5 separate regions of the Mus musculus genome follow, and regions 1, 2, 3 and 4 are each linked to region 5. A link is a contact called in public Hi-C, HiChIP or PLAC-seq and promoter capture Hi-C data. All regions are on one chromosome and are shown on one strand. Each heading gives the region's core, a stretch centred on a gene start, on an enhancer-like site or on the middle of the called end of the contact. The rest is flanking DNA. Distances are from core to core; before and after follow the strand shown. Region 1 has its middle 81 kb from the start of Ppa2. Region 2 has its middle 100 kb from the start of Ppa2. Region 3 overlaps Ppa2 (pyrophosphatase (inorganic) 2). Region 4 has its middle 60 kb from the start of Gm40153. Region 5 holds the start of Tet2 (tet methylcytosine dioxygenase 2).

Region 1 (5,900 bases), core at 415-2,914, 150 kb before region 5:
CTTAGGACACGGTCCGGAAACAGCTGAGTGTGGCATCCTGTGGCCAGTTGACACTGGATCTCAGCCACACAGCTGAGCAACAAATCATGTGATCATTAGAAAAAGCAGAGGGGAGCTGGCGAGATGGCTCAGTGTGTAAGAACACTGACTGCTCTTCCAAAGGTCCTGAGTTCAAATCCCAGCAACCTCGTTGTGTTGAACCACCCGTGATGAGATCTGACACCCTCTTCTGGTGCATCTGAAGACAGCTACAGTGTATTTGTGTATAATAATAAACAAATCTCTGGGCCAGAGCAAGCAGGGACGACTGGAGGGAGCAGGGTTGACCAGAGCGAACAGAGGTTCTAAAAATTCAATTCCCAACAACCACATGAAGGCTCACAACTATCTGTACAGCTACAGTGTACTCACATACATAAAATAAAAAAAATAAATCTTAAAAAAAAAAAAAGGAAGAAAGAAAAGAGCAAGCAAATGGGTCCTTCACGCTGTTCCAGAAGGACTTCCCACAGGAAAAGGGCCCAGCTTAGGATGAAGGAAGCCCAGAGGATGGTCCATCAAAAAAGGGCTTTTTTTGAGAATTGAGACATATTCTTTTTTTTTTTTTTTTTTTTTTTTGGTTTTTCGAGACAGGGTTTCTCTGTATAGTCTTGGCTGTCCTGGAACTCACTTTGTAGACCAGGCTGGCCTCGAACTCAGAAATCCACCTGTCTCTGCCTCCCAAGTGCTGGGATTAAAGGCGTGCGCCACCACCGCCCCAGCGAGACATATTCTAAAGAGGTGAGTGGATTCATTGTGACTTTAGAGAAGTCAGAGGTAATGTAGAATACTGCATGGCTTTTTATGCACTACAACTTGATTTAGAAAGGCTAAAGGGAGAAGATGAGGCCCTGGGTGCCTCTTATCCCTTACCCACCCACCCCCACATACCATCCCCACCCAAAACCTTCCGCTTGTCTTATTCTGAAGGTCTGTGTACTTGTACTTGACTTTTATAAGAAAATACACTTGTATTTTGTAAGAAAACAAACATTTGTGTCAAAAAGTATGTATAAGTATTTTAAGAATAAATAGTAGGTTTCTGGTTCCCCAGATTTACATTTCTCAGGGCTTAGATTGCCGTTGAGATAAATGCCTGGGTCCAGGAGCACCAAAGACCAACCATCTGAGAGAACCACAAGATGGGCGGGGCCAGAAAGACGTGGATTTCTCCTGAGTCTCAAGACAAGAGAAAGTAGTACCTAGATCCTTCTGCAGACCCATTTGTTGAAAAGATGAAGACATAGAACTCTGAGCAGCCAAAGATACCACTTGTTTCAACATGTGCTGCCTGTCCATCTATGGCCTGGACTGTCTCCAGCATGCAAAGGCACATCAGTGATTCTCAACGGAGCTTTCTGTGGCTTCTGGATGCTATTCATGAAGAAGGTTCCCCCTCATCTTTTGGTCTGAATTTCTATCAAGAAAGCAATGGATACATGTTAGGTCCCCACAGCTGGTTCTGTTTTGGGAACCACCACTCTTGAGTTTGCAAGAGGCCAACGCTTGTTGGCCTTTTCTCCAGAAGATGGTTATCAGAATCAGAAGTCAATGGAGACATCAAAGGTTACCATGAAACCTAGACTTGGCCACATGAATTATAATGAAAAGAATTGGCAGTACAGAAAGCTGTGCTTCCTGTCATGAGTAACCCAGGTAAAAGAGTGTACACACAGCACAAAGGACCACAAACAACAGGGCAGGTGGCTTGTCAAAATGGTAGGCATTCAGATGTGGTTTTGTTTGTTTTGTTGTTGTTGTTGTTGTTGTTTTACAAGTTATTGTCAATAATATATTGTTATAAATATATAACCAATTACCAAAATTAGTGTGGTTTACATAAAGAGAGATAGGTCTCTGCTGGGATTACAAGCATCTTAACCTAAGCTGTGCACATGACCATGGAGTCAGAGTGGCCCAGGTAGAGATACACGTAGGTCAAGTAGCTACACGGTGGAATACAGTGGAAAGGTGTCACATCCCAATGTAAAGCCAGGGGCGCTTAGATATGACAACTGGATCCCTTTAGACAGCTTGCTTCCTCAGTAAAGGAAGGCTAAATGCTGACTGCTCAAATTGAGCAACTGGGGAGTCCCACGTGCTACTCTGGGCTTGCTCTGGGTTAGGAAGAGAAAAGTCCGGTCAGTTTCTGCTGGGAAACGGTCCATCGAGATGAACAATATAGATGGTCCGGGGATGGTAAATCATGCATAGAGAATGGCTCAGAAAGCTCTGAATTTGTCCTTGGGAAGAGATGAGTCTAACAAGCTAGAAATGAGTAAGGTCTGCAGAAGCCATTAGACTTGGGGTTTTTGAAAAGATGCCGAGTCGGCCAGAGAGCAGGAAGGTTCAGGTCTCAGACTGAAAATAAAAACGCTTGATGCCTGTCACCAGTAAGAGAGTGTTACCAATCTAAGTTCTAACAAGATAGTAATAATGTTGGAAAAATCACAGTTTGCAGTGTGCTGTACTGAGTTTAGTATGGCTTTCCCAGACTGCTGCATGCGTGGAAAGTTTGGCTCTAAGCCATTCTTGTAGTTGAGAAGCACAAACTATCAGTCATATAGACATGGATTTTAATTTGCCTTATTTACATGCTTGTATAGATTTTCTATTTCCTTGTCAATAAAGTGAAAATAAGAACGTTTCTTGGAGACTATTGTATTGCATTGAAGGTATTAAGTAGTTTCCTTTAGGGTGACCCAGGTAATTTAAGAAGAAAGGAAAACTCACTGTAAGGGTGTAGAATGTCATAGAAACCCAAAAGGACAGGAACCGTGGTGGACCTCAGAAGCAAGTGAGTCCAGGAACTACAAAGAAATGGCAATTCCAAGTCAGTTTGCACCACAGCCAAGTTATCTTTGGATGTTGAATAATTTCATTCTCTGCAGAAGCTTGCAAGTAGAGTCCACATGGTTTCTCCCTTAGGGTATTTGTTGGCTCTAATATATTTTTAAATTTATTTATTATATGTAAGTACACTGTAGCTGTTTTCAGACACTCCAGAAGAGGGCATCAGATTTCGTTACAGATGGTTGTGAGCCACCATGTGGTTGCTGGGATTTGAACTCGGGATCTTCGGAAGAGCAGTCGGCGCTCTTAACCACTGAGCCATCTCGCCAGCCCGGCTCTAATATTTTATCTACAACTAAGTACAAATCCCAACAAGTTGAAATTTGATTGCCATAGCTTACCTGTGTCTATCACTGGTCTACAGAACTCAGATTTAGTGGGTGTACTGGCTGGTTTTGTGTGTCAACTTGACACAGCTGGAGTTATTACACAGAAAGAAGCTTCCTTGAGGAAATGCCTCCATGAGATCCAGCTGTAAGACATTTTTCAATCAGTGATCAAGGTGGGGAGGGCCCATTGTGGGTGGTGCCATCCCTGGGCTGGTGGTCTTGGGAAAGACTATAAGAAAGCAAGCTGAGCAAGCCAGGAGAAGCAAGCCAGTAAGTAGCACCCCTCCATGGGCTCTGCATTAGCTCCTGCCTTCAAGTTCCTATCCTGCTTGAGTTCCTGTCCTGACTTCCTTTGGTGATGAGCAGCAATGTGGAAGTATAAGCTGAATCAACACTTTCCTCCCCAACTTGCTTCTTGGTCACGATGTTTTGTGCAGGAATACAAACCCTGACTAAGATAGTGGGTCAGGCTTTGATCATGTGATACTCTACTCCTGGCTGAGGTGATTGTAAAGATGCAAGTAGGATAAAGGAAGGGTGATGAGAGTTCCCATAACTGAACTGACCTGAGATAAGAGTCAATGAGAGGGTGTACAGAAAGCATCCCGGCTAACACCTGCCTGATATGTGCAAAGACTCCAGAACAGTGTCCACATAGATCACAGCTAAAATCCATGGCATGACATGACTGATGGACAAAGGCCATATATCTTCAACCGCTTCATCCTTCAAATCAATATTTTTCTGCACCTGTTGGAGAATGACAGTCCCAGAACTGGCAATCATGTGATATTTATGAGAAGAAAAAAAAAAAGCTTCCAGATTCAAGTGACTAAAAGATGAAAGAAGGGTTCCAGAAGCTGGTGTTTCTGTGACTCCCATCCTTTACAGAAGGATTCTCATCTGTGGTCTCATTTATGCTCATTTCCTGACCATGCGTTAATAACCAGATGGTAATTTGAAAAGCTACCTGGTACAATGACTACACACATCATTTGAGTGTGTAAAAGACACACGGTTACTGACCAATTTCTTAAAAATGCTTTCCTCTTTCATTGTTATTGATGAGATTATTGGTCTCAGGGGCTAGGAAGTATGAATGGAAGATGTGTGTTTTAGTGATGAAAAAGTGTCTGACATCAGAGAGGAGTTTGGTCTTCATATACCCAAATTCAGGAAATACTCAAGCCACTACCAAAGAAGTGTTATTTCCTTCCTGTGTAAGTTGGGCTGTATTTAGAATTCAAATATTCCCATTTAATTAGAAGAACCAGATGAAATGGTCTTGAGAACAGCTTTCATTTTATGCTGCAGTTAGTGTGGTAGCTATCTAGAGGTGGTAATGTCTAGAGAAGAGTTAGTCCAATAAGCCTCGGTTCTAAAATTGTTATATAAAAAAAATAATGCCAGACAGTTTTCTTTTTGGTATTTCAAGTTATGAGTGTATCAAGATTTTAAATTTCTTCACTTGCTAGAAGAGTTCAAAATCAAAAGTTATAAAGGCAAAAATCGAACTTCTATCTGGAAGATTTTTTAATGAATTCAAGTTCTAGGGGGCAGTACCAAACACACACACCCCTATTCTCACTTACAGGTTTTCACACTTTACTCTGTGAAGCTAATTTCTACTTTAGTCTCAAATCAATATTTTCTTTATTGGTGAGAGCACTAGTGTTGTTGTCATTGCAAAAACAAGGCAATGTCCCTTGCTTTGGGCATCATGAGAAGAAAGGTAGTTGTCTTAGTTAGTGTTTTATTGTTCTCAAGAGACACCATGACCAAGGCAACTCTTACAAAGGACAAATTTTAATTGGGGATGGGTTACAGGCTCAGAGGTTCAGTCCATTATCATTAAGACAGAAGCATGGCAGCATCCAGGCAGATGTGGTACAGAAGGAGCTGAGAGTTCTACATCTTGTCTAAAGGCTACTAGGAAGAGATTGGTCAAGCTCGCCCACATAGTAACAGACTTCCTCCAACAAAGCCATACCTACCCAAACAAGGACACACCTCCTAATAATATCACACCCTGTGGACCAAGAATTAGAACATGTGCCTTCCAGCAAGTTGACTGACAACCTCTGCTATTTAACTGAAAAAAAAAAAAAACTGGGGTGAGCAAGCCTAGTCTTCAGCTGATTTAGCAGATCATCAAGGATCTGTATTTGTCATTCCTGGATCCAGTCAACCCTGCTATTGACTTCATGAAAGTGCCCGAGTTGGACTTGATGAGACCAATTCCTGTCTGAAGTCATGGTGAACACATTAGACTCTTGTCTGCAAGGATAGCACAATATCATTAGTAGTGTCAGGGTCTCAAGCTGGGCCAGCCATTGGATGGCTCTTCCCTCAATTTCTGCTCTATTTTTACCCCTGCACATCTTGTAGACAGGACAAATTGTGGGTTGATGGTTTTGTGGTTGGCTTGGGGTCTCAATGCCTCTATTGGAAGCCTTGCCTGGTTACAGGAGATGGCTGTTTCAGGCTTCACAACCCCCATTCTAAGAGTCTTAGGTAGGGTCACTCTCATAGGTTCCTGGGAGTTTCCATTGTCTTAGCTCATCCCAGAGATTCTCCCTGATTCCAGCTGTCTCTCCCAGTACTTTCTTTCTGTCTTCTCTACCTCACCCCACTCCCTGCCTGATTTATTCTGTTCCCCTTTCCCATCCCTCCACCACC
Region 2 (5,539 bases), core at 88-2,587, 130 kb before region 5:
AACATGTATAGATACATGCTAAATTTAGATTTCAACATGTGTGTGTGTGTGTCTGTTTGGGTGTGGGTGTAGGTGTGTGTATGTGTGTTGGGGGTAGGGCATTGAATGCTTGTAGAGACCAGGGAACAACTACTGGCTCTCTCCTTCCACCACATGGGTCCAAGGAATTGAACTTGTCAGACTTGGCAGCTCATTGAGCCAGTTCCCTGGACCATTGTTTATTTCTTATTGCTGGAACTGCCTCCTTGCTCAATCACTAAGGTGGATGATCATAGAGTCTGTAGCTTCCTTTACTAAGACCCATCCTGCTCAGCCTCTCCTAGGGACGGTGGCTTTCTCAGCCTATGGATCTGCATTTCTCTTTGGCGCTTGTGGTTGGATTTCCCTAGGCAACTGTGTGTGAGATGAGGCTGCAATGATGGGTACTGGCTTTGACGTGACTGCTGACCTTGCGTCTCATCTTGACTTCCCGTGTCCTTTCATGATCACTCTTTCTAGGCTTCTTTGGTGAGGAGGACTGATGGCATCGTGATCCTGTAGCCCCACAAATTCTGCCTCACTTTTGGTGCCTGCCATCATTTCCCCCTGCACAGGCAGGTTTGAAAACCCTGGGAGGGTTCCCATATGCCATTGGGTAGGAACCTTGACTTGGTATTGCATGAACTTGACAGGTATGCATGAAGTCAGGTGTGGTATCACATGCCAATCTGCTATCATAGCTTTGGGAGTGTAGAGCAAGAGGATCGAGCATTAGAGGCCAGGCTGAATTACATAACAAGGCCCTGTCTCAAAAAATCCAAAAACAATAGGGCTGGCTTTGTTGTACCTTGCCTCAAGGAAGCTCTCCAATACCCTCTTCTTCCTTGCACTATTCTGGTCATCTCCTGGTAAGTGGTCCTCAAGAGCAAGAGGCATTCCTAGTGGCTACAGTTGACTGTGTAGTTACTTCTGTGAACTGGAATCATTAGGGCCTGTGATATGGGTTGTTACCTCACCCTTTCTCCTTCACTGAACACCGAGCCTCAGCCTTTTCTAGCTCCTATACCATGAAGGTACTTCTTTGGGGTCATTCTCTGGGCCATCTGATGAACAAATACATTTTTATTGATGTCATTTCTGTTGGTAAAACTATATCCATTTATTTCATTGGGCTAATTTACTGTTCATCAAATTTCTTTGGAAAGATGACCCGCTGGGCATGCACTGTGAACAGAAGGCTACTCTGTGTGCCACTGGCTACAGATGGTGCCAGCCTCAGTGGCTACACCCCTGAGGTGGCACGGGAGCATCAGACAGCTGCTGTGCCTCTGTCTTGTGGCTCTGTATAAGGTGACAGTGACCGGTGCAGCTGCAGCAGTTGCTGCATCCTCCTCTGGTGTAACAGTAACAAGGTGGGGGTGCTACACATCTGTTCCTGTTGCTAATCACGCTGTATTAGGTGTTTCAGGCACTCCAGGGATATGAAGCATATGGACAGGTATGCATAGGCTGTATACAGATCCAATTAAATAAGGAACTTGAGCATGTGACTATTTTAATGTCACTGAGATTCTGGGACTAATCTCACATGGATAATAAATGGGCTTAAATATCTACTAGACTTTAATAGGAAAGTGTTGTGGACTTGTTATTTGAAGAGTTAACATCTAATGCCACTAACTGTACTGTTTGGCAAAAGAACCTTTTTGTTGATGGCATTATATGACATCGTAAGGGTGGGATCCTCTGTGTAGGACTTTGTGTTCTCATAAGAAGGGACATCAGCATATCTTTTCTATATTGCTTTATCTCCTAGGACAAAATATGCTTCTTTTATATTCAGTGGGAAACCCTATAAAGTGTTTATTTGGAGGCAAGAGGTACCCTTTGAAGCTACTCTGAGTGCAGCCTCATTTCTCTTTAACTTTCTGGCTTGCCACTTCCTACACCGTGTGGGTGGGGTTCTCGCTTGATGATGTTACTGGTAAGTTGAGCACATCCTGAGATGATGGGCTTAGATGTTATGGAAAGTGGCTCCTGGGACAAGAGGAGCTCATCGCTATTGCTACAGGGCTCGTTCCATCTTAGTGAACTAGCTAAGTACGTTCAAAAGTGCTCGTTTACGAGGTGGGTTGATTACCTTAACCCGCTCCATCTCTGACTCAAAACAATGCTATTTTTAAACTTTTATTGACACATTTGGTTTAGATGCTATTGATGTGTTGGATTTTTATAAATTAGAGATCTGACAGTCCTGTTACTTTTTTATCTTTAATTTTCTCGTTTACAGTAGTTAGTACTTTGTGTAGGTATAAAGGCAAATACTTTCCGTACTGAACTCATTAAGGCAAATTACCTTCATGTAGAGAGAAGCTCTCTCAAGACCTATGTTACGATCTGTTGTAAAGGAAATACTTCCAATTTACTGGGTGTTGGCTTAGAGATAAACAAAAAAAGGGAAAAAATTTAAAACCTTTTATCTTACCGTTAACACATTAACTCTTTATAACTCATCGTGTTTATCTTTTATTAGATGAGGGATGTACCTGAGTCCTGGCTACCAACAGAGAAATAGGTAACCAATAAATAACCAATCAATGCCAGTAAGGGGGATCCTGAGCTTTTGAAGTTTCGGGTAAATTTTGTTCAAATTCTATTTGCCAGTTGGTGTGCCCTCAGATGCTCCACAGAATTACAAAGACTTCCAAAAATTATTTTCTTACACTCACCTGTATTCATCAGTCTTAGCAAGCTATTATAAGCTGCTCACATCGTCCTCATTTTTTTCCATGTAAAGTTCTGTTAGACACATGAAACTCAAGAAGAACGAAGACCAAAGTGTGGACACTTTGTCCCTTCTTAGAATTGGGAACAAAACACCCATAGAAGACAAAGTTTGGAGCTGAGACAAAAGGATGGACCATCTAGAGACTGCCATACCCAGGGATCCATCCCATAATTAGCCTCCAAACACTGACACCATTGAATACACTAGCAAGATTTTGCTGAAAGGACCCTGATATAGCTGTCTCTATGCTGGGGCCTAGCAAACACATAAGTAGATGCTCACAGTCAGCTATTGGATGGAACACAGGGCCCCCAATTGAGGAGCTAGAGAAAGCACCCAAGGAGCTGAAGGGGTCTGCAACCCTATAGGTGGAACAACAATATGAACTAACCAGTACCCCCCGGAGCTCGTGTCTCTAGGTGCATATGTAGCAGAAGATGGCCTAGTCGGACATCATTGGGAAGAGAGGACCCTTGGTCTTGCAAACTTTATATGCCTCAGTACAGGGGAACACCAGGGCCAAGAAGTGGGAGTGGGTGGGTAGGGGAGTGGAGGAGGGAGGATATGGGGAACTTTTGGAATAGCGTTGGAAATGTAAATGAAGAAAATACCTAATAAATAAAAAATATTCTTTTTTTTTTTTTTTTTTTTTTTTAGGTTTTTCGAGACAGGGTTTCTCTGTGTAGCCCTGGCTGTCCTGGAACTCACTCTGTAGACCAGGCTGGCCTCGAACTCAGAAATCTGCCTGCCTCTGCCTCCCAAGTGCTAGGATTAAAGGCGTGCGCCACCACGAAAAAATATTCTTGATGACGTGAAGATTCATAGAGAGAAATCCACTCCTAATCTCCCCCATCTCCTTCAGGTTCTCCTACTTTCTAAGGACCCAGACCTCTGACATGAGAATGTCTTGTGATCCTCAGACCCCCACAAGTAGTATGGACATGTTCATTAGACCCCTTCTATAGGGTATGGTCTTTCACTGTTGCCTGTCTCCTGCCACCTGGGATCAAGAAGAATCCAGTCTCCATTTCACTAATGGGTAACAATGTAACGTTACTGATATTTGTGCAGGAGGCAATAGTAGTCCCAATTTAATAAATGCCTGCTGAGTACCTATTATTTGTACTATGAATGCAAATATGAGACAGAGGAATGGGACAATAACTCTTGAAAGACTTTTCCATTTGGGAGGAATATTATAAAGTTAAAGAGTTGGGAGGTTCTTGGAAATCATCTATTTGAATTCTTCATCTGTATCCAGATTTAAAAAAATAAAATAACAACAGTAACAAAACAAAAACCAGAAACCAAGCCAAATCAAACAAACAAAAAAAAATGGAGGGTAAATTTGCATCCTGATGGAGCAGAGCTGGGCTTCATTCTCAGGCCTTCAATCTCAGTCTGGTTTCTGCACATCACTGGCGATGAGGGATGCTGATAACGCTGAAGACATATGTGCTGAGAGATGGCAGGGCTGGGGTGTGTACACACAGAAGGAACAAGTAAGAGGAGCAGGGCCTCATAGTGAAGAAAGTTAAAAGCCCCGTGCCAGTGTTCCGCTTCCTTAGGAGAGCTGCTTGTCGGCACACCAAGATGAGTTGCAGAGGGAATGAGCGTCGATGTGTTTGTTCACAGGTGAGGAAGAGAGAAATAGAATATCCCTCTTCCCCAAGCCTGATAATGTTTCACCTAAATTGTGCCTTCTGATTTCATTTGCCGTACTGTGTTAGTAGGCATTGATACATGAAGGGGGAACTAAGAGTATTTAGGAGTCCCAAGGTCTAAGAAGATGAAGTGAATGATTGAAAAAGAAAAGAAATGTTTTACTCCGAAGATCCATTGGAACCACTGGTGTAGGCAGACTAGCGTGAAATAGCAAAATGAAGTATGGTGGGGTTAATCCAGGAGCCGTATCTTCAGACACAACATGAGATTTCTGTTGTCTAGAAGTTATGTCGCCACAATGGTTTGAGAGGTGGCAGAGAGAAAATGGGACTAAGGTTACAGCTCAGGGGTAGAACTCGTGCTTAGTATGTGTGAAGCCTGAACGCTCCAGTACTGGTAAAAAAAAAAAAAAAAAAAAAAAAAGATGTTTAAAGGCTGTTCTCTTCTCTTGAATATTTAAATAGAGAAACACCCACCATGATTGCACACGACTGTTCTTTCTTTAGTACTTTTCTTATTAGTCAGAGTATGTCAGTGTCTTTGCATATGCATTTTTAACTTGGGTGACTTATAACCTATGTATTTAAGGGGGTAATACACACAATGAATAAAAATCCCTGTAAGCTAAAGTGAAAAGTGGCTATTTCCTCCATTGCTGGTGGAATTGCAAGCTTGTACAACCACTCTGGAAGTCAGTCTGGTGGTTCCTCAGAAAATTGGACATAGTACTACCGGAAGATCCAGCAATACCTCTCCTGGGCATATACCCAGAAGATGTTCCAACTGGTAAGAAGGACACATACTCCACTATGTTCATAGCAGCATTATTTATAATAGCCAGAAGCTGGAAAGAACCCAGATGTCCCTCAACAGAGGAATGGATACAGAAAATGTGGTCCATTTACACAATGGAGTACTACTCAGCTATAAAAAAATGAATTTATGGAATCCTTGGGCAAATGGATGTATCTGAAGAATATCATCCTGAGTGAGGTAACCCAATCACAAAAGAAGTCACTTGATATGCACTCACTGATAAGTGGATATTAGCCCAGAAACTTAGAATACCCAAGATACAATTTGCAAAACATAAGAAAATCAAGAAGG
Region 3 (5,926 bases), core at 66-2,565, 190 kb before region 5:
CTCTCAGGAGACAGCTATATCAGGCTCCTGTCAGCAAGCACTTGTTGGCATCCACAATAATGTCTGGATTTGGTAGCTGTATATGGGATGGATCCCCAGGTGAGACAGTCACTGGATAACATTTCCTTCAGTTTCTGCTCCAAACTTTACAATTCACAGACCACATGGAGCTCAAGAAGAAGGAACACCACAGTGTGGATACTTTGTTCCTTAGAAGGGGGGGGGGGGGGGGGGCGTGTCAAAGTACCCATGGGAGGAAGATACAGAGACAAAGTTTGGAGCAGAAACTGAAGTTACCAGAGTTTTTAAGTGTTTCAAATGTAGAATTTGAAGGTTCAATTATGAACATTTAAACATCAAATAGACTTCATATGTTCTTTTTATTGTTTTCCAGGACAGGAAATAACATGTAGAAAGTGTGTCGGTTTGGCTATAATTTCACTTCGTATGTGTAAACATGTCTAGTGTCCCTACCATTTTAAAAGATAATTAAATTGTCATGTGCTTGATTTTCTTCTTCCCAGAGTATAATTTAATATTGTCATTGGAAAATAAAGTAAAGGAAGGGGTGATAGATGTAGGGAGGGAGGGATGGAGGTGGGGAGGGAGGGAGGGAGGGAGGTGGGGAGGGAGGGAAGGATGGAGGGAGGGAGGGATGGAGGTGGGGAGGGAGGGAAGGATGGAGGTGGAGAGGGAGGGAAGGATGGAGGTGGGGAGGGAGGGAGGGATGGAGGTGGGAGGGAGAGGATTCAATGGCAGGCCTGAGGCAGAATGTCTCTGCTGACTGCTGTAGCCAGAGGCAGACTGTTAGTGGTGCGCTTTCGTGGGCTCAGGAGGGACAGACAGCGCATCACTCTTGTATTCCTAGAGCTCTAGTGTATTCAGCACATTGCCTTGTGTCTAGGAACAGTGCCAGATGCCTCTAGAGTTATCGATTTATCATTACACAACTTCAATCAAGATGTGCTCCCCCCACCCCTGCCGCCTTTTCTAAGATGCTAGGTGAGGGGAGAGCAACAGTAACGTAACTAAATAAAGCTTCAGCCATTCAAATCCAGTCGGGTTCCAGACCAGGACCTTCACTCCTTGCTCTTCTAAAGTATCAAGTTAGTCAAGTGTTCCTGTAACTTTTGGGAGAGTGGAGACCATTTCCCCCGAGGCAGTGGTGAACTGGTGGTAATTAGAAGTCTGCTAGAGAGAGGGAGCTCTTTTGATGTCTGTCCTTTGATTTCATTAATGGTTTAGAGGCTTGGCTGTGTGCGGAGAGGGTGTGGTATATATCATTAGGAACTAATTACTGGAAGTCTCTTGCTTCTTTTTTGAACCTTGACCCCTGTAGGCTTTAGGGCTGTAGTCACATTCCTATGCTGTGTAACATGGGGGAGGTATGAGTTCTAAAAGGTTCTCATTTCCTTGGGAAAGTCACACAACCCCCAAAACCCTAGAGCCATTCTACAGTTGAGTTGTAGGTTGCCTGCCGCCCTCTTATCCTTGACCCCTGACAGAGGCTTCTAAGTTCCTTTCCTAGCAATACCTTTCACCTGACTTCCTCTGTAAGCAAACTGCAATCTTCAGTGCATTGCTAAAGGAAAGTTTGTTTCCATAATTATTAGCAGTATAGCAGTTACATTGATGGTATTTGCTGAGGTAGTTTCACACCTGCACACATTTAGAATTACAGATCCAACCATGGGACCATGAGACAGATGCCTTGGGAACACAGCACACTTTAGGATTAGCACTGGAGGTTCAGAGGCAGTTTTGGCACCATGCCTGTCTGTCCTTGTAGCAACTTTTTGCAATATGCTTCAAATAAAATTACATTAGAAAAGTACCTACATTTCTTTATACAAGGCCAGGGTATAGTTTTAATTAGGGGTGGGTGACCATTCAGAGTTTCTTATTAACTACTAGTAATGAATATCTATATTTTAGAAAAATAATCTATTTACTCCTATTGAGATTGCTTTCTAATATATTTAGATGTATACAGAGACTTACAGAATATTGTCTTGATTTCCATTTCCATGTGGTAAGTATATTGTTTAATGTAGGCCCGAGTTGGTAAGAGCAGAGTTTGTGGGGCAGGGAGGAGCGTGGAGAACAAAATGAATGCAGGGATGGCGGTGCGCCCAGGCGCATGCGCATGAGACAGAGCCTAGACAACCTGGAGACATGAGAGTCTTCCGAGGTCCTGAGCAAGCAGGGACAGCTATGGAAAGTCATAGCCTGAGTAGGACCCTCCTTGTGCTGCAGAAGGTGCAGGGGGTGCTAGGGACTGGCTGGCTCTGCGTCATAGTGTGGTTATCCCCAACAGCCTTTCTTTTACATAATAGAAGCAAAGAGGGATAGCTTTACACTTATTACCAGGTTTTATCTAAATATAAAAATTCCTCAGTGGGATATATGCCTTCCTTTCCTTGTGTTAAGGTTTGTCGTGAATAATCCAGATAAAAGCCGCAGGGTTTCCCTTCTATACTCTGCGTAAGTATGGGTGGCTCCTAGGTGGTAAGAATGAGGGGATAAGCCCGGGCAGTGGTGGCCCACGCCTTTAATCCCAGCACTTGGGAAGCAGAGGCAGGCGGATTTCTGAGTTTGAGGCCAGCCTGGTCTACAGAGTGAGTTTCAGGACAGCCAGGGCTACACAGAGAAACCCTGTCTCGAAGAAAAAAAAAATAATAATAATATTGGGAGTAACATTTTGTGCTGAACTCTATGCACTGTCCACCACAGTGTATGCATTAAATGTCTTAATTTATATGTGTTTCAAAAATGAACATTTTGAGTGAAATCTGAAAACATCTTCAAAACAGATATATTTTCATTTATTTCAACAGGAGAAAAACACTCAGTTTTGATATTTTAAATGATTATAGTTCTTTAGTGTCAGGAGAATACACTTTATTTTTTATATTTGTGCTGTTTTAATCATAGTTCGCTACATGTCGTTGCTAAGTTGCCAACATATATTCTATTGACGATTTTCTCATTTTAATCTCAGAGGTATCTTGGATCTATTCTTGCCTTTGCATTCCCTTAAACGCCCATATCTTTCTTTTCCGTTGGAGCGGTATTAAACATTTCTCTGGTCTCAGCATCCTGAAACTAAAATTTATCTTCTTCATTGTTTACCAAACATTTTAGAGAAATATTGCTTTAAAGGAGGGTAGAAAACCTCCCCACACTCATTCATTACAAAGACATCTGGATTCTCTCTCTCGGTAAAAGTCATCTACTACTTTCCACTGTTTCCTGACATTTACTCTGTAAACCGGGCTCCCTGTCACCTGGCACCCCCACCTCCTACGTACGCCAGGCTCTTCTGTACATTGGTGGCTTTGCAGATATATCTCTATCACTCAAATGTGCTTTAGCTTTCAAGAGCCAGTCTAAATGTCATCTCTCCTCCAAGCGACTTTGATTCTCTAAGACAAATGTAATCCTTTCCCCACATACAGCATTCTGTTAAACATTTGATCTCACGTGTTTGTAGTTTGTTTCTGTCTGTCCACCTGTGTAAACTGTGAATCCCCTGAAGGGTAGGCCTTTCATTTACTTTGTCTGATGACTTGAGACAGGTCCCATGCGCCCCAGGTAACCTCAGGCTTGCTCTGTAGCCGCAGATGACCTTGAACTTCTGATCCTCTGGCTTTCCCCTCCCAAATGCTGGGATCATGGATGTGCAGTACCACACCCAGTTCATAAGACTCAAACTCAGGGCTTGTCCATACTAGGTGACGAACGGACACTTCTAGCTGAGCTACTTCCCTAGCCCTCCATAGCTGTACATGCAGTCACTTTAGTGCACTTTAAATACAGAGTTTAAGGAGTTCTGACAACTGTATATGTTTGTCCTGATACCAAAGGCTTCTGTCATCCACAAACTCCCTCTTGTCTGTGTATAGCCAATGAGTCCTGTCTTCCTATCCTAACCCTGGAGTAAATATTGTTCTCCTTTCTGACTGATAGCCTTCTCTGGAATGTGCATCAGAGCGGCTCAGGATCAGAGCGCTATCCAGGTGTCTTGTGATGTGAAATATGGCCTTTAGAATATGACTTTTTGTTCTCATACATGTTCTGGAGAGTTGTATGTTGAGCAGAGGAGTGAGGAGTGTGTTCCCTTCCACCACTGTAGGAGCCCTGTGGTGTGCGACAGTAGTGTGTTCCCCTTCATCACTGTAGGAGCCCTGTGGTGTGCGACAGTACACTGTACTTTCATTGCAGAGTGGACATTCAGATTCCCAGTTTGGAGATGATATGAGTATTGAAGTTTTGATGGGAATATGTTTTCACTTTCTATAAGGAAATACTCGGGAATAGGGTCATTAAATCAGATGTAATTATAAGCGTAGCATTGTAGGCGGCTATTAGACTGTACCAGTGCCTTTCCACCAGTGTATGAAAGAGCATGTTACGTGGTTTTTAAAATAATAAAATGCCTGTTAAAATTTCGTAGACTCCACACACATGCACCCATGTAAGGATTGTTTTATATTCACACAGTTTTCATTTCCGTAGCCACTTACTTGCTCCCTTCCAGAAGATTCCCCAGGTCCAAGTCCCCATCTTGACCTCATTTCCCTTCCGTGTAAATATGCCAGGGCTTCTCATAGCCCAGGGCTGTGGTGCACACTGTCTTCATCTTCATGTATCTGAAATTGCACTTTCTTTTATTTTGGAACTATAGTTTCACTGGATATAGTATTTTGAACTAAAAGTTTTGTTTTTTAAGTTCCATAAACACATCTCTTCCTCCCCTCTTCCCTATCTCTATCTCTCTGTCCCTTTCTCTCTGCTGTTTCTAATAAGTCAGTAGCCATTTGTGTTTTGAAAGGATTGTTGTTGCAGGACCCTGGTGACCTTTAATCCCTGCACTTGAGTCACAGAGGCAGGCAGATTTCTGTGAGTTTGAGGCCAACCTGGTCTATAGAGCTAATTCCAGGATAGCTGGGCTACAGAGGAAACCTTGTCTTGGGAAAAAAAAAATAATAAAATGTTTTTTTTCCCTCAGACTGATAATCATTACTGTTCCAAAATGTTATAGGCATGTTGGCACACACCTTTAATCTCAGCACTCAGGTGGCACCATGTGTGCAAGTTTGAGAGCAGCTTGTTTTACATTGTGAGTTTCAGAACAGCTAGGGCTAACTAGAAATACCTGATCTCAAAGAGAAAAAGGAAAAAAGAAAACACTTGGGTAACTCTTTTTTCTTTTCTCTGTTTCAGATCATTACTTAAAACTGTGGCCTTTTTCTTCTTCCCCCTTTAATATTTGACTCTGTCTATCTTAGTTCCCCTTCCTAGGGGGATCCCTCCCTCCCACCCAGCCCCTCACTCGCTACATAATTAACCACTGTGGTTCTGTGGATTGTAACTTGCTTAGTGAAAACTTAATAGCTAGCGTCTATGTGTAAGTGACTACATACCATATATGTCTTTTGGGTCTGGGTTACGTCACTCAGGATGATTTTTTCCCCCCTAGTCCATCCATTTACCTGCAAATTTCATGATATTTTTTAAACAGCTGAGCAATATTCCATTGTGTAAATATACCACATTTTCTTTATCCATTCATCCATTGACAGATATATAGTCTATTTCCAGTTTCAGGCTCTTATGAAAACACCGGCAGTGAACACTGAACTGTGTTAGGAAGTAGAGTCCTTTGTGTGGATGCCCAAGAGTAGTATAGCTGGCTCTTGAAGATCAAGTGCCAGCGTCCTGAGGACCCACCACTGATTTCCATAGTGGCAGTGGGAGTGTTTTCCCTTCCTCTGTGTGCTTGTTCTGTATCTTGGCCATTCTGACGGGTGTGGGATGGATGGTGTGATTCTGATGTGTATTTCCCTACTGACTAAGGGGATTGAACATTCCATTAAGTGTTTCTCAGCCTTTTTCATCTCTCAGAACTCCATTTAGGTCTGTA
Region 4 (6,185 bases), core at 1,068-3,567, 180 kb after region 5:
TTAATACTATGTCCCTTTAGTAGAGTAATAACAGTAGTTTCCCTGTTAGAGCCTCTGTTCTTTCTAGCCATTGGTTTTTCACTCAATAATGGTGCCAGGTATGGGTTTTGTTTTGAGGAGTGGGACATAAATCTAACCATAGGGTTGTTGGTTGCTCCCATGATGTTAGTGGCATTATGCCACCAGTTGCCATGTCTTGCCAGGCCAGTAATCACTGTAGTTCACAGGGTTCACAGCTGGGTATAACTGACCATTACTTTTTCTTCTGAGGCCATGCATAGCAACTTCCAGCACAATGAAATATAGCCAATAGGGATGAAGCTTCCAGGTCAGGTCAGTGCCAGCTTGATTTTCTTGTTTCTACTACTCAAGTATGCAATGTCTTCAACAATGGGGTCTAGCTGCCAAATTTTGGAGGGAAACCAAGTGAATTGGCTATAGTCTGTAATTTTTAGGGGTGTATGGCACATCACTATTCTATAGACTCCATCAAGCATTACTGTATTCCATTTAAGTATTCATGTTCAATAGATAGCACTTAGTTGCAATGTTATATGTTCAGTCAATCTAATTGTATAAGACATTGGTATTTTGATGTCTTTTGGATAATAGGGTATATTTACATACTCCAGGCTGTCCTTAAACTATAGCCCAGAGTAACTTTGAATGTATAATCCTATTGCCTCAGCCTCTCAAGTTCTGGGGTTTTAAGTATGTGGTGTCAAGGCCTATCATTGTGTTTTACTGAGAAGGCATATCCTTCCTTTAACAACAGGAAATTTGTCTGTTTGAGGCATGAACAGATTAATAGACTTTATTGTTTATTCTGTTCTTAAGGTGTAATTTTGATGGTTATCTAACATTAGTGATATTGGGATACTGTCCAGATAGAAACTATCAAAGCCTAATAATTTTTGGGACTTTCACATTGTGTACCATGATCACACCCTTTTCCTAGTTCTTACATTTTAACCCATTACTCTTGTGACCCTCCAAATAAAAAATAGAATTAAAATTAAAAAAAATAGAAAAGAAATCCAATTTTTGTTATCTGTATATTCACTGGAGCATGGTTGAACTTTCAGTGCCCTGACCCTTAACAAAAACTGAGTCCTTCCCTACCCACATCTTTAACAAAAACCATCAATTGTGAGGAACTACACATCAGCACCCTTATTGAAATTTTAAAGAGTTCTCTTGATGGCTTCCTGTTCGGACTGTTTCTTCTTAAAGGAGAAGGGGTTGTCACATAATCCTTCCATGTCCCTCTTTCTCAACTGGGTGTCTGCAATCATTGATATCATTGCAAAAGCAGCGTCCTTGCTCGTTACAGTCAGTGGGAGCAGACAGATCACAGACTTACCCATGGCTTCTGGCAAAAGTGTAAACCTGAAACACTGGCCCTGGCTGCAGTAAGACCTCAGGCCCAGACAAGGCCCTTGGAGGAAGCCAGGACCTTGGACACCATCATGGCCTCAGGTGGCAGCACAGGCCACCCCTAGCAATAGCTTGGTCTCAAACTCACCAAATTCTGCCTTCCTCCACCTCCAAGTGCTGGATTAAAGGTGTGTATTGCCATGCCTAGCTAAAGAAGAACATTTTAATATAAATTATCTATTGAAAAAGTATGTACCAGGCATCAAATAAATAATCCAAATATGTTAACTCATTTTACCATCAGAACTTTGAGAAAATAATGTTACTGTTTCCTTATAAATATTTTAGATGATAAGATTGATCTACATTAGATCAGAGAAGGAGAATCACAGAATGGCACAGAATCACAAACTTTGTTCAAGTGAGTTCCTAACAGAAAGCAGCTTTTCAGTATCTGATGTTGATTCTGTTCTAAGCAGAGAAGGTAGTCAGAAAGAAAAGACAGCTATGGAAGAGGGATTCTAAAGGATAGACTTGGTGCCCTGAGAACACAACAGAGATCATAAGGACAGTTCATAGTTCTATCTTCCTCCAGCTTCAGGGATTGTCACTTCACTAGGTGCATGGCCACCTCACCTATATTTGGGGTGTTGAGGGAGGACCTTGATAACTTGGAGATCTGAATGCTGCCATACTCCATGATGTGAGTCAGTAAGCTGGGAATGGGCATGATCTATAGGAGTATAGACCTGCCTCTTTCAGGTTCAGACCATGAAATTTACTCATTGAAGTGCTGCCCTGCAAGGCCATTTCTCTTTGCCCAAGCAAGCCCAAGTTGAAAGAATTCGTGGAAGCTTATTTCCAACTTAGCTATTCTACCATGCTACAGTTTCACCACACAAAGGTTAACCAATAGCTAGGGTTACACATTTAATAAGTGATAGGTCCAGGAGTTATACCAAGCTCTACCTAATACCAGATCTGGGTTATAATTAACCACAGTCCAAAGGGCTTTATTGCCTTTTAATTCATCAGATCAGTCAAGAGAGTGTACTCAATAAGTAATTAATTCATCAGCAATAATTAGAGAATATGCTTATTGTTGGGCATTAGATAGAAAGAACCCCCCACCTCCACTCATTTTACTTTGATAGAAATTTTTAGAAAATGAGAAAAAGAGAATCATTAGGGGAGCTCCTTGGAGGAGGATGGGGGAGACCAGAGGCAGTTATGAGGAGACAGCTTTGTCCATGCTCTGGTGTTTACAGGGGTGAACAATGGGTTAGCCTTGTTTCCTCTTGCGTCTGGTGTAGATGGGAGTTCATTTCAGAGCTGGCTTCATTTGGGACCTATCCTTGGGTATTGACCTGTGCTGTTCTGCAGTGGCTCACTGCGTATTAAGAACTCATTTATTGGTTCATTCTAAAGCTGGAGCTTGTTAAACTCCACTTGGAATGCCACATAATAATACTATAAACAGAAGATTCTAAACAAGAGAAATTCATTTCATCCTGTTCTGCAGGCTAGAAAGCAGTGTGCTGGCAGGCTTAGTAGCCCATGAAAGTCTGTATCTTGGATCTGAGTCTCACTTGGTAAAAGGTGCTAGTTGTCAGTTTGAAATTTCACTTACATGTTTGTTTTCTGTTTCTTGAGCCTGAGACTAGGGGCTTGTACATGAATGGCCTACCATTAAGCTATAAGCCCCAGCCTTATAGACCCTGTAATGAGGGAGCTACATTCACAAACTCTTTACTCCTTTGACCTAATTGCTCTTCAAAGATCTCTCCTAATACCATAATGGTATTAGTAATGTAGTTTTAGTATTTCAACATGTGAGTTTTGTGAATATAAATGATCAGTTATACTAGAGCCCTAAAAGTTGGGGTGCCCTCACTATGCAATTCTTAGGGAGGTCAGCACTTCATCCACGCCAGTATTTTCTGTGAATATAATAAACCACGGTCTGTGGAGTGAAGTCTTCCTGAAGCGTTACACTGTGTGGGAGTCTCAGCATTATTATTCAGCAGAGACATCGAATGAATGCCTAAGAAATGTGGTGCTTACTTGCTTCAATTATTTGCATAGAAAGGGATACCATTTTAAAAATTATGACCATTATATAGTGACCTCTTTTTAAGTATTTTGTAACTTTTAACTTCTATACCAACAATTCAATGGATTGAATTTTAATTCTTAGTGCTTTGAGTTATGGGTGGGATGTCTTATGCCACAAGGCAGCAGACCATTTCTTTTATTGTTATTTATTGTTGAAACATGCTTTGTTAATTAACCTTGTCTCTCTACTAATACAGCTCAATGTGATTTTCATCTGGCTGATGCTTTCCCCCAGTTCTCGACACTTGCCTTCTATCTAAAGAGAGGGGTTGGTATTTTCAATGTTATTATTATCTTAATATCATAAAGGCATATGGTAAGTTTTCGGAAAAAGTAATTGAAATACATTAATAAAATTATCTCCATTAAGAGTTATGTGCCCAATGTAGTTATAGGCTCTTCATCTTTCACTTGGCAGTGCAGATATCTACCATTTTCTGTCACTGGTCAGTCAGAAATTAAATGGCACTTTGGTTTGGCTTGTTGCCATCACAGTGGACATTTCTAACTAGGGATGTGCAGTGAACTAAGATCCGGGAGCTGTATAGCATCACAGAGCTGTGCTAACCATGGCCCTTAGTTGTCTCATCAATACATTGAAACCACTGATATTTCCTTCATGTTCTGATATCTTATAGTTCCCACATTATATACTTCTGGCAGAAGTCACCTCTTTCATTTGAAAGAGGAGCAAAGGACACAAAGATGTAGTTCACCAGAAAGCATTAGAAGGTAGACCAGCTTAAGGGAGTCACAACCTTGACAAGATACCTAGTCTGCAAATTATTTGAAGTTTCATAATTTTGTGGCTTTAACACCAAAGTTAAGTTCAATTAGGGTGACGGTGCATAGCTCTGTGTGAGAAGCAAACTTTGGACATAGGGAAATTCTGAGAAGCCTGAGTCTGGTAAATTTGGAATAGTTCTTTGATATCATAAGGTAGACATTAAAAGAAACAGTTTATGCACACACACACACACACACACACACACACACACACACATTCCTAAGTGCATAAATACAACATGATTAGTCCACATAATGTCACTTATATGTTTGTTTTGCAGCAATTAATGAGAAGAGAGATCATGAATTTGAAAGAGAGTAAGGATCAGTTTATGGGAAGGTTTGGAAAGAGGAAGTGACATAATTATATTATTTGTTTGACATTAATAAAATAAGAGTTGTGTGTATTTCAGGATCATGACTTGGTGTTAAGGCTGGTTTTATGAATACAGCATAGATGTTTTCTTAGTAGTAGAAAGGTTCCTTAAACCATATACTTTGAGATGTATCACCAAAGTAGTGTGAAGAAGCCAGTCTCTGAGTCACTGCCTCACCTCTTCTGAACCATGGTAGCTGAGATTGAGGGAAAAGGCTACAATGGAAGGAAGCTCAGGCCTGGCCTCAGATGCACTTTCCATATGAAGTTTAAGGTCTGGAGGACTTGTGGGGCAACCAGCACAAATAACTGGGGTTAGAGATCTGAAAGAGGTACCAGTCTGAATACAGAGGTCTCTAAAGGCTTTGTTAGTCCATCCTTCCTCATAGCCCACCCCCCAATATTTTTTTTAGCTGAGTTTGAGTTGTTGTTTGTTGTCTTTTTTGTTTTGAAAGAATTTTAATACAAAACCAAACACCAAACAAAATACCCTCCCAAAACACAAAAACACAAAACAAAACACACAAGCAACAGACCGATTTAAAAAAAAAAAAAGCCAAACAAAGCAAAATAAAGCAAAAAAGTCCACAGTGTGTTTTTTGTGTCTTTTGCAAAGCACCAAGGCTACCTGTGGGTCAACGCAATTTTAGAAGCTTTTTCTTGAACTATGAGCCCAGGATGTTGATTTTTGACAGAGCTCTTCTGCAGCTTAGCTTACTTCTTTGAGTAAACACAGCACTAATTAAAACATATTGATCTTTTCATGGTTAAAAAAAAAAGCCAAATATCTTGTACTGCTTTTTATTATATTTTTTCTGTCTGCTTGTTTGTTAGTTTAATGTGAGTGTGTGCTTGCCTGCATCATGTATGTACACTACATGCATGGCTGGTGTTCACAGAGACCCAGAGAAAGCATTGGCTCCCCTAGAGCTCGAGTTATTGATAGTTATGAGATCTCATGTGAACTCTGGGAACCAAACCCAGGGTGTCTGCAAGAGCAATAAGTGTTCTTAACTACTGAGCCACCTCTTTAGCCCTCACTCTCACACCCGTATTTCTTGACTATCAATACAAGTTCACTGTTAAATTGTCTTTTGCTTTTTTTCTTTTCCTGAGAAAATGCACTCAAAACAATTAATCCAGCCTCGTATGTGGAGCTCAAAATATTACTTTCCCATTACTGTTTACAAGGCTGTAGGTCATACTGAGAAGTTATAAATAGTATAAGGTTGCAAAATTGTAAGTAGTATGAGAGTAACTGTGTCATAAGGGAAATGAAATTCAGAACAACAAGGGGTTAAAAAGAAAGCAAACATTCAATTAGTACCTGAGTGGATTCTACAAAAAGTTCTCTGATTCATTCTCAATGATTCTAGGAGGGGAATGTAGATTTTACTGTTTCTGTGTGCCACAGAACTTGTGAGAGAATGGCTGGCAATTAGCATAAACTTGAAGCCAAGTAGCTGGAAAAACATGTTCCAGGACATTGCAGATCAAATTATATCTCTATAAAAAGAATCTGCTAGATGTT
Region 5 (6,092 bases), core at 2,117-4,616:
AATGATGGAAAATAGAGTTTCTTTCAGATATATCAGTGATTCTTAAGAAAGGTTTCCAAATGAGGCCAGCAAACAAGGAAATATTGGCACTTGGTTTGCAACAGGGTCTGGGTGGAGCTAGAGAAATTGATATGGAATTTCTAGCTTCAACAAATGAAACCAAAAAGAAACACAAACCCAGCAGCCAATGAGGACTGTGGAAGTCACCCTAAAGAGTCCAAAGCAGGTGTGCACATTGCAGGAGAAGTGTTGGTGATGCCAGTATGCAGGGCATATGTCACCACATGAAAACTACACCATCACCCTGGTTCCCAGAACAGACTTAAACAGTAAATCTAGTGAAAGCCTTAAAGAATACTTGACAAGTAAGAGAGTGTAAATAAATCAAAGCCTGGGTCCAACTTATTTCTGCATTTGTTCAAGATGTGATGAGATGAAACAATGTATCTTTTTTTTTTTTTTTTTTTTTGGTTTTTCGAGACAGGGTTTCTCTGTATAGCCCTGGCTGTCCTGGAACTCACTTTTTAAACCAGGCTGGCCTGGGACTCAGAAATTCGCCTGACTCTGTTTCCCCAAGTGCTGAGGAAACAATGTATCTTTTAAAGGTACCAATCTTGTTACTGTTTTAATAGTTTTTTTCTGAAGTAAAATCAACTAAAACAACTCTTAAGAACTTTTGGAATACTTAGGTGGAACTTTAACACACATAGTAAATGAAAGGCTACTGTAGACTCCCCATCCCATGTTTGTTTAAATAATTTCTCTAAGAAATGAGAAAGTGTTTCTTTTTATTCAGAGTGTTCAATGATGTACAAAATTTCCCTGAGACCCTTAAAGTAATATTACAGCTGTTTTCAGCACAAAACTAAAATGCACCAAGCAATAAGAATCAAACTTCACTGCAAGAAAGAGTAGGCCTCTATGATAACATAAAAAATAAGCCAACTTAAGCATTCTTATTGATTGGAATGGAAAACACTTTTGTGTAGTTTGAGGGCATATCATGAATCTGAAAAGTTCCCCACAAAGAAGTCATGACACACTGGTCTACTAGTGAAACAAATTACTTATTTTTAATTCTAGATTGCTGGAATAGTTGACCACAGTTTTCTCAACCAACAATAGACATTTATGGGAGGGGGGAAAAAAAGCTCTGTTTCCTCTACCACTTCAGGGCAAGTCAGAGCCAATGAACTGCTCTGTTCAGGGATGAGTAATGTTTTACCCTCTGGTCATGTGAATGAGTCCCTAGTACCCAGCCTTAAGCAAACTTAGCCACAGTTCTCATTTCTGAGAACCAAATCAGAAAGACTTGTAAAGTGAACTCCTAAGGGTTTGGAAACTTGATTTATGCAGTGACATGCCTTTCCCTCTACCCTGTAATCAGATCAACCCATACTGATCTTAAGTTTAAGCCCCAATCTTTCACAAACACTGTTCTGCTTAATAAAATTTTTAAAAATAATATTTATTATGTTGTAATTTATATTGTACTCAAAACACATTATAAAACACACATACAGACATGGAGAAGAATGCAACTCCTCTTCAGTATTTCAACTTTCCATTAAAATGCAAATGTAATGATTTCATTAGCTAGGCTACAATACCCACAGTCTTAAACCAAACCAATATATTTTCTCTGTGAATCCCAACTTCCCGTACATGTAATCTTATCCTTATGATGGTTCTTTGCTGATGAATTCTGAGTATGAATTTTAGCATTATAATCCTAATTAGAGCAAAGTACAGTATGTGACTTGTGATTTTTAAATCTACAGATTTATTCTGCTCCCCAGATAGACAAACACCACAACATTTTGCTAAATTTTAAGCAAACAACTTGGGAAAAACAACAAAACAAACAAACAAACAAACCTAATTCTATTCCAAAAATTGCTCAAAGCAAACAAAATCTATCAATTAAGCCATTAACAAGCAAGTATCATGTCTTTTAACAGGACCTTCTCAAGAGTCTGGCCAGGCCTCACTTGGTTTCGCCAAACGTAGAAAACTCTCCATAGAAGAAACCCTATAAGCTTTCTAACAGTTAGCAAGCAGGTCTAGGGAAGAGAGTCAAGCTCTGAGTGAAGAGTGAGGAGGGGTGTTTGTGAACGACCAAATAAAAGAGTGAGTGCCAGAGTGAAGGAAATTTGGGATGGGACTTGTTAGAGATCTTCTCTGGGATTGGGTTTCATTTCTTCGGGCGCCCCTGACCTTGCCTTCTCCAACTCCAAACGCTTCGCCCGCCCCCTCCCCCGGCCTGCGCCTGCCTTTGTGTGTGCCTGTCACTTAAGGGGAACAGAACGAGCTGATTCGGGGGCAGCACAAAGCCAACACACAGATTTGCACAGATTCTCTTACACACATTTCCCAAACTGGAAGGCACAGCCCACTCTGAGCTTGTGAACCTTGAGAAAAGTGGGTTCTGGTCTTGTTTCAGGGAGCAGAGAAACTATTCTTTCCCCTCTCACTTAGCGCCAATAACAAAACGCGAGGACTCAAGAGAAAAAAAGAAAGAATGGAAAAAAAAAAAAAAGCCCTCCACGTAGTGGATCCTGAATCTACACACTGTGACATCTGTCTAGTGTAGTCCACGAGGGGACAAACGTGTTGGAAGCCAGAGACACAAACCCAGAACAGGACCCAAACAAGCACTACTGGAGATAAAAGAGTCAAACACACCGGGTCAGTGTTCTTTCCGGGGTGTCTGAGGATGAACTAGGGGCTCCCTGGACTTATACTAAGAACAGGGGAGAGGAGGATCAAAAGAGAAAGTGGTGGTCCCCAAAGATGAACTCTTTCAGGAAGGCAGCCCCAAGAAAACACTCACTTTCCTGAGACTAAAAGGCCAGAAGAGCGGCTGGTGGGAGGTACAAAGGTAAGTTTTCTGGGTACAGAGGGGAGACACGCATTAGCAGGAAGAAGGGACCACAGAAGTGCAGGTCGCAGGAGAAGGGGGTGCTGAATTAAAACTATATTTGTCAGCCATGTTGAAGAAGCTCCTGTAATTTGTGAGGCTTCCCTCTTCCCTCTTAGTATTTGTGGGTGACATGACAGTCCCCGCAAGGCCGAGAGAAAGAGAGGGAGATTGGAAAGGGACCATTCCGCAGCCGTCAAGAGCGAGGAAAGAAAGAGAGAGAGAGAGAGACAGGCGCGGACCTCAGCGCTCTGACCTGGTTCTGGTCCCTCAGCCTCGCAGTCCACCGCCGTCGCAGCCGGGTCTCCTTTCTAACAAATCCTACAGGGCAGCCATCTTGCTTCCTTCTGCTCCTCTACGAAAGCAGCCTCGCCTCCGCATCAATATTCATAAGGCAGTTTGACGTCTGTTCTCTAGGCTCGGCGGGGCCGGCTCTCAGGCGGCCGCCGAGGGGGCGGACGTGACTGGCATGCGAGCGGAGCGGGCGCGAGCGCGGGAGCGGGCCGTGCGCTCGCTCCCTCGCGGAGGCGCGGCGGGACCCGGGGCCGTGCGCTCGCTCCCTCGCGGGGACGCGGCGGGACCCGGGGCCGTGTGCTCGCTCCCTCGCGGAGGCGCGGCGGGACCCGGGGCCGTGCGTTCGCTCCCTCGCGGGGACGCGGCGGGACCCGGGGCCGTGCGCTCGCTCCCTCGCGGGGGCGCGGCGAGTCCCGGCTGCGCGCTCACTCCCTCGCGGGGGGCTAGGGGACCTCCTCTGCTCGGCTCCTCCCCGGCCTTTCCTGAGCCCCGGGTGCCGCCGGCCGCACACCCACGCGTGGGCGGCCTCCGCGCCTCTGTCTCCCGCGGGGGCCGCGTAGGCACTTGGAAACTCTGCGCCCTCCTGCGCGCTCCAGGGGCCCCTGGCTCCCCGCGCTCCCGCTGCCAGCACCTCACCAGTCGTCTCCCCACTCGCCCCCACACCCTGCCACCCCCTTCCCTGTCGCCCAGCCAAGCCGCTCCCCATTTCCCCAAAGGCCGTGCCGGGAGAGCTAGAGGGGCCTGGGCGCTAAAGTCTCCACTCTGCAGCAATCCGGCGGCGCCGGGGCTCTCCCCGCCCAGGCCCACCTTCTGTTTACTTTGGCCACGTGGGCCGCGCAGGGGGTGCTGTCTCGCAGAGCCCAGAGGAGCGGTGTCACCGAGCCCCTGCTTGTCACTCGAAAGAATTAAGCCAGCAGTTTCTAATGTTCAAGGCGCCCCCGTAAGTTCCTCTATTTTGCACAAATTTCCACTCCGTACGGTAAAGTAATGAAGAAACCGCCTTGTGGGAAGCTGAATTCCGAACAAGCAGAGAGCGCTCAGTTTTCCCTGAAGTTCAAGGCTTGTGCGCACCAGCTCTTCTGCTGGCACTTCCGTTTTTTAAACTTACATTTTAAATGTTCCTTTTGGTAATTATTAACTTTTGAAGATGAGATCGAGGCAAATTCATAGGAATCATGAGACAGTAGTTTAGGAAATTTGTGCTCACACATCCACCCACCCTCCTCCTGTCTTCAAGTTTTCAGTCACTGAATGTTACGTTTTAATAGGTAATCTGGGAACCTCTTCTGTGGGATCGGTTGCGTTCACAGCAACCTTAAGTCTACTTTAACACTATTATATTGTCTGTAATGCACCCTTTCTTTGTGTGTGTGTGTGGGTGGGTGTTCTTTAGAAATGAGGCCTGGAACCAACTAACTCTCTCTCTAACTCTCTCTCTCTCTCTCTCTCTCTCTCTCTCTCTCTCACACACACACACACACACACACACACACACACCACATAAATTTTGAAAAGAAAGAGCAGACCTGCAATCACAGCATTTAGAAGTCTGAGGCAGTAGGATGTCTGACAGTTTGAATTTAGCTGGGTATTGTAGTTAGATTGTTTCAAGAAGAAAGGAAGGAAAAGAAAGGAGAGAGAGAGAAAAGAAGGAGGAGGAGGAGGAAGAAGAAGGAAGGAAGGAAGGAAGGAAGGAAGGAAGGAAGGAAGGAAGAAGAAGAAGCAAATAGCCATAACATTTTCCCTTAATTTCATGAAATGTAAACACTTCCTCTTTGTAAAATCTCATAGATGTATGTACTCACACAGGAAAGGCCAGGACCTCTATGTGGCACATTGTTACTCTGTGTTACATTGTTGCAGAGAAGATTGCCTAAAGTAAGTTCTAAGGAAACAATGTTTCTTCCATTTAGAAACAGTTACCAAGGTGTGATCTCACAAATCAGTAATCAAAATATTTACCTGGGCTCTACAGCACCTTATTTTTAAATTATTTTTTTTTTCTTTTTGAGGCTGGGTCTCACTGTGTGGCACTGGTTCATCTGAAACTATGTAGACCAGTTGGCTTAGACTCTGTCTTAGTCAGGGTTTCTATTCCTGCACAAACATCATGACCAAGAAGCAAGTTGGGGAGGAAAGGGTTTATTCAACTCACACTTCCACATTGCTGTTCATCACTAAAGGAAGTCAGGACTGAAACTCAAGCAGGCCAGGAAGCAGGAGCTGATGCAGAGGCCATGGAGGGATGTTCTTTACTGGCTTGCTTCCCCTGGCTTGCTCAACCTGCTCTCTTATAGAACCAAGACTACCAGCCCAGAGATGGCACCACCCACAAGGGGACCTCCCTGTTTGATCACTAATTGAGAAAATGCCTTACAGCTGGATCTCATGGAGGCATTTCCTCAACTGAAACTCCTTTCTCTGTGATAACTCCAGCCTGTGTTAAGTTGACACAAAACTAGCCAATACAGACTCAATAGAAATCAGCTTGCCTTGTTCACCTGCTTTGTCTGGCCTTTTAAAAAAATTATGATTATTAATTAATTAGTTTATTTGTATGAGTGTTTTGCTGGTGTGTATATCTGTGTACTGTGTGTTGGCCTGGTGCCCAGGAGGTCAAGGAGTGGGAGTCAGTTACAGATGATTTTGAGCTGCTGTGTGGGTGCTGGGAACTAAGACTAGGTCCTCTGCAAGAACAAGTGCTCTTTCTTAACCTCGGAGCCATCTCTCCAGGCTCGTTTCTATTTGTTTACCAAGCACTGCCAAGAGTCTGTTGAGTTCCTGTGGAAATCCAAAACTGCCAGCTAGTGACCAGAGCTAAAATAGCCATACTATTCCTGTTGAGGACTTCCTCAAAACCAGAGTCATTGTCAGAGTT

The links. Promoter capture Hi-C pulls out the DNA fragments that hold promoters and counts their contacts. Hi-C and Micro-C count contacts between places; a contact is called where the count stands out from the background. HiChIP or PLAC-seq counts read pairs in DNA pulled down with a chosen protein or histone mark.
Region 1: a BATF HiChIP or PLAC-seq map of CD8 T cells shows a contact between it and region 5, with 6 read pairs. The contact joins the enhancer-like site here to the promoter of Tet2 in region 5. A contact is called at or near these places in 2 of 39 promoter capture datasets (liver and stem cell-derived epiblast-like cells), 4 of 115 datasets of contacts at active chromatin or transcription factors (CD8 T cells, embryonic stem cells and memory CD8 T cells) and 2 of 9 other capture datasets (liver and pancreatic islet).
Region 2: a contact with region 5 is called in a Hi-C map of Th1 cells, with 1.8 times the contacts expected there. The contact joins the enhancer-like site here to the promoter of Tet2 in region 5. A contact is called at or near these places in 1 of 15 datasets of contacts at CTCF or cohesin (CD8 T cells), 8 of 484 Hi-C or Micro-C datasets (CD8 T cells, the G1E-ER4 cell line, Th1 cells and 3 more), 4 of 115 datasets of contacts at active chromatin or transcription factors (CD8 T cells, embryonic stem cells and memory CD8 T cells) and 1 of 9 other capture datasets (adipose tissue).
Region 3: an H3K27ac HiChIP or PLAC-seq map of embryonic stem cells shows a contact between it and region 5, with 10 read pairs. The contact joins the enhancer-like site here to the promoter of Tet2 in region 5. A contact is called at or near these places in 9 of 39 promoter capture datasets (the 3T3-L1 cell line, the HPC-7 cell line, embryonic stem cells and 4 more), 7 of 484 Hi-C or Micro-C datasets (the G1E-ER4 cell line, LSK cells, the N1E-115 cell line and 4 more), 6 of 115 datasets of contacts at active chromatin or transcription factors (embryonic limb bud and embryonic stem cells) and 4 of 9 other capture datasets (adipose tissue, embryonic stem cells, liver and 1 more).
Region 4: a contact with region 5 is called in a promoter capture Hi-C map of liver. The contact joins the enhancer-like site here to the promoter of Tet2 in region 5. A contact is called at or near these places in 5 of 39 promoter capture datasets (the C10 cell line, hippocampal neurons, liver and 1 more), 1 of 484 Hi-C or Micro-C datasets (nephron progenitors), 2 of 115 datasets of contacts at active chromatin or transcription factors (bone marrow-derived macrophages and kidney) and 2 of 9 other capture datasets (adipose tissue and pancreatic islet).

What each region holds. Positions count from the first base shown.
Region 1 is chr3:133,387,772-133,393,671 of GRCm38.p6, forward strand. No RefSeq gene overlaps it. Among named protein-coding and RNA genes, the nearest start is that of Ppa2, 81 kb to the left of the region's middle. Within about 2 kb of position 1,665, at least 7 of the 459 cell types and tissues checked have an H3K27ac peak or open chromatin away from gene starts, as enhancers often do. A contact at or near this core is called in CD8 T cells, where this site is marked.
Region 2 is chr3:133,410,029-133,415,567 of GRCm38.p6, forward strand. No RefSeq gene overlaps it. Among named protein-coding and RNA genes, the nearest start is that of Ppa2, 100 kb to the left of the region's middle. Within about 2 kb of position 1,338, at least 15 of the 459 cell types and tissues checked have an H3K27ac peak or open chromatin away from gene starts, as enhancers often do. A contact at or near this core is called in CD8 T cells, Th1 cells and memory CD8 T cells, where this site is marked.
Region 3 is chr3:133,356,461-133,362,386 of GRCm38.p6, forward strand. All of the region lies in intron 7 of Ppa2 (pyrophosphatase (inorganic) 2), which reads left to right. Among named protein-coding and RNA genes, the nearest start is that of Ppa2, 49 kb to the left of the region's middle. Within about 2 kb of position 1,316, at least 12 of the 459 cell types and tissues checked have an H3K27ac peak or open chromatin away from gene starts, as enhancers often do. A contact at or near this core is called in embryonic limb bud and embryonic stem cells, where this site is marked.
Region 4 is chr3:133,720,439-133,726,623 of GRCm38.p6, forward strand. No RefSeq gene overlaps it. Among named protein-coding and RNA genes, the nearest start is that of Gm40153, 60 kb to the left of the region's middle. Within about 2 kb of position 2,318, at least 5 of the 459 cell types and tissues checked have an H3K27ac peak or open chromatin away from gene starts, as enhancers often do. A contact at or near this core is called in kidney and liver, where this site is marked.
Region 5 is chr3:133,541,024-133,547,115 of GRCm38.p6, forward strand. It overlaps Tet2 (tet methylcytosine dioxygenase 2), which reads right to left and starts at 3,367. Exons shown (of 11, transcript NM_001040400.2): 1 at 3,177-3,367.